2 separate regions of the Mus musculus genome follow, and region 2 is linked to region 1. Evidence: chromatin contacts called from public Hi-C data. All regions are on one chromosome and are shown on one strand. The core of a region is the stretch at or near the end of the contact, and the rest is flanking DNA. Distances in the headings are between cores, read along the strand shown. Region 1 holds the start of Cplx1 (complexin 1). Region 2 holds the start of Pde6b (phosphodiesterase 6B, cGMP, rod receptor, beta polypeptide).

The links. Hi-C and Micro-C count contacts between places; a contact is called where the count stands out from the background.
Region 2: a contact with region 1 is called in a Hi-C map of the G1E-ER4 cell line, with 1.9 times the contacts expected there. The contact joins the promoter of Pde6b here to the promoter of Cplx1 in region 1. A contact is called at or near these places in 6 of 39 promoter capture datasets (embryonic stem cells, liver, neural stem cells and 1 more), 2 of 484 Hi-C or Micro-C datasets (both in the G1E-ER4 cell line) and 3 of 9 other capture datasets (adipose tissue, embryonic stem cells and liver).

The regions. Positions count from the first base shown.
Region 1 is chr5:108,548,575-108,551,825 of GRCm38.p6, forward strand. It overlaps Cplx1 (complexin 1), which reads right to left and starts at 1,453. Exons shown (of 4, transcript NM_007756.3): 1 at 1,315-1,453; 2 at 1-35.
Region 2 is chr5:108,386,461-108,389,806 of GRCm38.p6, forward strand. Pde6b (phosphodiesterase 6B, cGMP, rod receptor, beta polypeptide) reads left to right here and starts at 1,913. Exons shown (of 22, transcript NM_008806.2): 1 at 1,913-2,447. The coding sequence starts at 1,980.

The DNA of each region.
Region 1 (3,251 bases), core at 203-2,702:
AGATTTCACATTCAAGTGTGGTCAGGGTCTTCTGCCTAGAGAGAGTAGGTGGTCATAGGTACCCTGACCAACCTTTCCTGAGACCCTCATCTACTCCTTGCTCTCCTCTCCACTATCCCAAGAGTCTAGGGTGAGAGGCTTTGTTCCCACACCCAGACCAGGATGGCAGGGTTCAGAGCCCAGCCAAACCAACAGTTATCTTGCTTCTTCTGGGGTTTCTGAAGGAAGCTTTTAGATGCCACTGCAGCTCACAACCTGGGGCCACCAGTTACTGGAGACTGGCGCCAGCCTCCTCAAGCGGGGGTGGAGCCCAGGGGGCATTTGAAGGTCAATGCTCCGCTGTAGCACCCAGGTTCTGGCTGCTCAGCCTCCTTGGCAGTTTTGGAGCTGTGGGGCAGGGGTCCCTCTGGGGAAGAATTGGAGAGACAAGTCCATGAATGTCCCTCAGGAAAGGTCCTTATGACTTCTGACTAGTCTCAACTATATCTGTCTCTAGAGAGACTCTGGAGGCCCACAGCAGAACTGGCCCTGGATGGAGTCCCCGTCTTCCAGTGGGAGGGGAAACAGATGACCCACTCCTGCTTCTGCATGGGGTAGGGCAACCCAAGTCAGAATGCCCAGCGTGGACTAAAGTGCCAGCAGCATTTAGAAAGGTGCTTTCTGTAATGCCAACAGCTGCAAAGACATCCCTCTTTGTAGAGTCTTTCCTATCAGGGAACCTGGTCCTGAGGGATCCAGTGTTTCACAGGTTTCTCTCTGCGGAATGAGACCCGAAGGGGTGCCAGGCAGGAAGAGTGTCCGAGAAGCTAGGGGTTCAGGGATGCCTTTGCAGCAAAGCCAATTGCCTTCTAAACTTCTCTCTGTTTCCGGGAATCGGGGGATGGGGGCTCCGCAGGGCCAGCTGTAGAGAGGCTAGGACGCTGCGGAGATTCCGCAAAGACCAAGGCATCCCGTTCTCTCGCGGCCGCCGCACCCTTTGCTTTGCTGGGCGAGGTGCCCGACCGGAGCACGGCCTCAGGCCGGAGCGCGCCAGGGAAAGAAGAAAGAAAGAAAGAAAGAAAAAAGATGCCTATGGGAAAGGGAATCAAGGGCCGTTTCAGCACCTCACGATGGACAGCGCCTTTCAGGCTGAGCAACCTTGGGTCTGAAAGACAAGGAACCAAGAGTAGGGGAACCTAGGATATGGGTAGGAGACCCACGGCTAGAAAGCGGGGATCCAGAAAGGGAAGCCCAGGAGTCGGGAAGAAAACTGGGCTGGGAAGGGGAAAGGAGGGAGCCGGTTAAGGTCGGACTGGCTGCTAGGGCGCCGGTTACCTTCCAAGGTGGACGATCAACAGCAGCGCGCTCTCAGGCCGGCGGGGTCCATGTGGCGCTCTGTGCTGCTGCGGCGGCTGAAGGACACCGCGAGGAGGGCGCGTCACTCAGAGGCGCCCCCGCCCGCGTCCCGCATGACGAGGAGGGCGGGGCTCGGCGGAGGTAGGGGGGGCAGCCGCGCCCCCGGTTCCCAGATCCTGGCCTGGCGCGCGCGACAGCTGCATTAGGGGCCCCTCTTTGGCCTGGGCCACTCTCTCCACACCGGCTTGGAGACCCTCCTGAAGTCCTACTGAAGCGCCCTCCTGAAACGCTGGGAGAATGCAGGGATGGGGTCACCATCCCTAATCTACCAACCACGTTTGCTCCTGACCGGGTTTCTTTGCTCTTTGCTGGCAGGGCGGGAGAAGGCGAGCACAGCCCGAGACCCCCGATCGAGCAAGATAGGCCCACACATCCAGGCTTCTCCGGTGTGCAGAGCCGCCAAATGTGGCTTTGGTGGGATAGAAACCCCAGTCAGTCAGGGACGCCTGAAGGTCACTGCGGACATGGATGGGCGGGGGCTCCTGGGAGACAGCCACAGCCCCGCCTCTAGGCCGCCCCTTCCCCTGGCACCGGGATTTCAACTCTGCGGCAGCTGCACTGCAGAGCCCAGTGGCCACAAGGTTGGCCTGGTATCCCTGCAGTTATCCTGGGGGGCTTCTGTGAGGCAATCGTCTTCGCAGAAGTCAGAGCATGTGGGGACACCTAAGCTGTTTTTTATTCTGGCTAGCCAGGTGGTAATTCCTGACCCGCAGAGTCTAGTGCTGATGGCCATTGCTTTAACTGTTAATGTTCCTCCTGGCTGAGTCATTCTTAAGGATTAGGTTGTTCTTGACCTTCACCCAATTCAGTGAAACTTCTTGCCTCATGAGTATTCCCCCTTCACCAACATTCCAAAGCTGCCCCAGGGTGCTTGGTGGCTTGAATTCGAGGGCTAGGGGTGGGGAGTAAGGGAGGGTCCATTCCAGACTTGCTTTTATCAGTTTTTGTTCCTTTGACCTAGCAGATTCAAAGTAGAAGAGACCAGGAACGGAGCTGGAGTGGAGACAAGAAGAGAAAGTGTTAAGCCCCACACCTTCTGCCCTGACTTCAGCCTGGGGCCCTGGAGTTAAGGATACTGTCTGATCCCACTGGTGAAGTGCCTGCACTGCACACAGGCATATGCCTAGGAGGAGAGGATCATTTAGGAAGTTGGGCATGACTCACATCAGACACAGAAGAGTTAAGTCTCCCAGTGCCCTTCCTACTGGCACTGTCCATCTCAGTTCACCCACCACACTCATGGTAAGGTTGGTTGATGCCCAGAGCCTTGTTCAGGCCCAGGACTGATGTCCTGTGGAATGGGGTCACCTGCACACAGATGTGCCCAGTCTGGCTCATTCTGTGTTTTCGGAGTCTATAGTAGCTAGCAAAAGCAAGGGCCACAGCAAGACAGACTCATTACTTCTCACCTGCTTTTCTTCTCCCCGCCACGCCACCAGATGGACCTGACCTTCTGTCAGCAATCCCATAGAAGACCCTGGGTTAACCTCTTGAGACAAAGCAGGCCAACCTAATCCATTCATAGTCCTGAGCCCAGCTGAGATTATTAGAGGCAAAGGACCCTAGGACTAGTGGGCTTCCACTTTTACTTCCTCTGTCTCTGGCTGTCTCTGCCTTCCTGTGTCTACCTTTGTCTCTCTATCGTCTCTATATCTGCTGTTCTTGTTTTTATGTCTCAGTGTATCTCTCTTTGTTTCTCTGTCCTAGCTTTTTTTCCCTCCCTCCTGTATGGGTGTTTGTCTGCATGTCTGTGGACCACATGTGCATCTGGTGCCCACAGCATCCAGGAAAGAGTGTTGGATCCCCCTGGGACTGGAGTTACAGATAGTTGTGAGTTACCATGTGGGCACTGGAAA
Region 2 (3,346 bases), core at 663-3,162, 160 kb before region 1:
AACAAGGTGAACAAGGTATTTCCCCTCATCCAACAGAGATAACACGACAAGCCTGTTCCAAGCCATTCCAGGACTGAATGTCAAGCAGATGGACTGCCTCCCTAAGCCTAAACCCCAGCACTGCAGCATCTGCCCACACACCCGTCCCTGTCCCAAAGTCCTTCCCCCAGATCCCCTAGTCAGGATTCACTATTTTTAGGAAAAGACAGTGACCTCCATGCAGATTCCTAAAAGGAAGCTGTATGTGACTCAGCAAAGAATTTGTGGGTACAGGGCCCTGTTACACTCAGCTAGGCCCATGCATACACACAGCTGTGCGGTTAGTCAACCTATCCTTCCTGGAAACGTGCATAAAGCTGAGAAGTCACTAAATGTGTACAGCAGACATACACCTTGCCAGCTGATGCAGAAAAGCCGAAATTACACCCAAACACTAGACCCTGATGGAAAGTATACACAGAAGAGGCAAATGAGGAAGCTCCCAGGTAGTCCTGGAGGTCCATGATTTGATTTCTGGTCTCACCTGGAGAGAAGCCCAGAAATCCTTCCAATTAATGTATCCACTCTCCTCTCTGAGGTCAGGCTGGGTGCCCTGGATCAGCTCACACAATGGACAGACTTCTTTATCCCCAGGTTTCCCTCTGTCCATCAGCACTGATGTGATCTCACGCTTAGGCAAGCACACTTGTGTAATGCACTCACAGACTCTGCACCCACAGATGCTGTGATCTCCTTAGTGCTTAGTGCACAGGGCTGGCTACAGCAGAATATCCAGACACCAGAAATTAATCTGAACCATACTTCTTCCTACCGTCACATCATGACTGCCATAGAAACCAACACCAGGACACCTACTGTCATCTAGATGCACAAACCCTCATCGATCAAGTTTGCCTATCTGTAAAACAGTGCTCACAGTGCACCTGGGGATGGATACAGGACAAGAATCTAGCAACACAAATAAATGTGCTCAGAGCAAGTTTCTAAATTCGAGAAAGTAAAACACTTCCACACATTTGGCTCACACAACACTCTGTGTAATTCCACTGTGTCATATGAACTTTATAAACCCTGAGGAAGGGTCTAATCCATGAAAGAGAGAGAGACAGAGAGACAGAGAGATAGAGAGACAGAGAGACAGAGAGACAGAGAGAGACAGAGAGAGACAGAGAGAGATAGACACAGAAAGAGAGACATATACAGAGAGGCATACACACAGAGAGACAGAGACAGAGAGTCAGAGAGATTCTAGAAAAAACATGTGGGCCCAGGGGCCTGTTAGCTGGTGATATCAAAAAGGAAAGTCCTGAGTCTATAACAGGCAGCTGCTCAGCCTGAGCCCCTCCTGCCATTGATAGCCAAATGGCTGCAGAGGGCTGTTTACTCCAGACCTGTGCTCTCCATAACAAGTAAAGATGGAGAAGAAAGTGAGAAGCAACTTCTATCCAAGTATCCTAGGGACAGTCTGCCTAAAAATCTTCATACTTGTTTTTCTTCCAGGCAGGGACGTCTCCACACACCCCCTGCCTCAGAAGTCAACTGCACCACTGGAAGGCCCACCACCTTCCCAGGGTACCTGAGCCAAGGAAGACCAGGGACTTTTTATTGGACCAACCCAAATCTGTCGGCAGCTCCCCAAGCAAAGAGGGTCATAATGTGTGCTTGTGGGGTTACCTAGTCTCAGGACCCGTTTCATCAGAAATGACATTCCTTCTCTTAACTGCCCATAACTCCTGTAACAAGCAGGAAGCCCACCTAGCTTTACCCCAAACCCCAATTCCAAATAGTCAATATTTCAGGCGAGCTGGGACTTCCGGGTCTCTGAGCAGAGACAGGTTGGGCCACTCATGTGGTATGAGTCAGCTGCCTCCCCTGGGCTCCCTAATCATCACTAAGAAAGACTTTGCTGACAACAGGGTTTGCAGAATCCATGTGTACCTGGGGGTGGAGAAAGCCCCGGGCACAGCAGCAGGAACACCATGAGCCTCAGTGAGGAACAGGTACGCAGCTTCCTGGATGGGAACCCCACGTTTGCCCATCAATACTTTGGGAAGAAGTTGAGCCCTGAAAATGTGGCAGGGGCCTGTGAAGATGGTTGGCTGGCGGACTGTGGCAGCCTGCGAGAGCTGTGCCAGGTGGAAGAGAGTGCAGCACTTTTTGAACTGGTGCAGGACATGCAGGAGAGTGTCAATATGGAACGTGTGGTCTTCAAGATCCTGCGGCGCCTCTGCACCATCCTGCATGCCGACCGCTGCAGCCTCTTTATGTACCGCCAGCGCAATGGCATAGCTGAACTTGCTACGCGGCTCTTCAGCGTGCAGCCTGACAGCCTTCTGGAGGATTGCCTGGTGCCCCCTGACTCTGAGATCGTCTTCCCCCTGGACATTGGGATTGTGGGCCATGTGGCTCAGACCAAGAAGATGATAAACGTGCAGGATGTGGCAGAGGTGGGTGTTCTCCAGCTATGGTGCAGAGGTGTGTTCTGCCTCAGCATCCAGAGATTTCACAAGGACTTCAGGTCCAGAGCCAAGGTCCTTGCAGCTCACCCTTGCCTGTCCTATCTCCTCACCGTGCTTAGCCTCCTGTCTTTTCCTTCCAGGACTAGTTTTTCCAGTTTAAGGTGGGGGGGGGGGGGCTTCAAGAGCGCTTTAAAGTGTCCCTCCTGTTCTCCCCCAAACTGCCTAATTGCCACAGAAACACTATTTAAGAGACTTTCTTGTGGAGGCTTTTCAGAGTCAGCCTCTGGCCTTGCCAAGGTCAGGCCTTCTTTATGCATGATAAGCACTGTGAGGACCCAGGGCAGCTTCAGTGATCATCAGGTGTGAAGAGTCTTCCATGGATAACTATGGTTGTCTGCGTAGAGGTCTGAAGTGATCAGGCCAGGGCTGGTATTGAGGCCAGATGCCCCAAATCCCCAGCCATGGCAGAAGCAGCTTTACCCACAAAGGGAACCACGCTGGTCCTGGAGACAGAGGATCTGGGATCTAGGAGAGGATGGGAATGGAGTTACAAGAGATTCAGGGTCCAGGTTGGGAATGGATTTATTGACACAGACTTCATGGAAGCTGCTGGTTTGTGGCAGGTATAACCAGGACAGAGCTCCTATGGGTGGGAAGCACTGTGGGACACAGTGAGTGAGGTACCCGTAGATATGGGTGTGACAACAGCCAGGGAGGCTCAGAAAGGGGTCAAAAATGTATTCCATGGATTAGGGAGCTCTACAGAGGGTTGGAGGACAGTCTTCCTCTCCTTGCCTGTTCTGTTTCTTTTCCTCTTTCTTCCCCAAGATACCCAGGTTGCCTCAGCACCTGCTACATAGGTCAACAACATGTAGTAGGGGAATCCC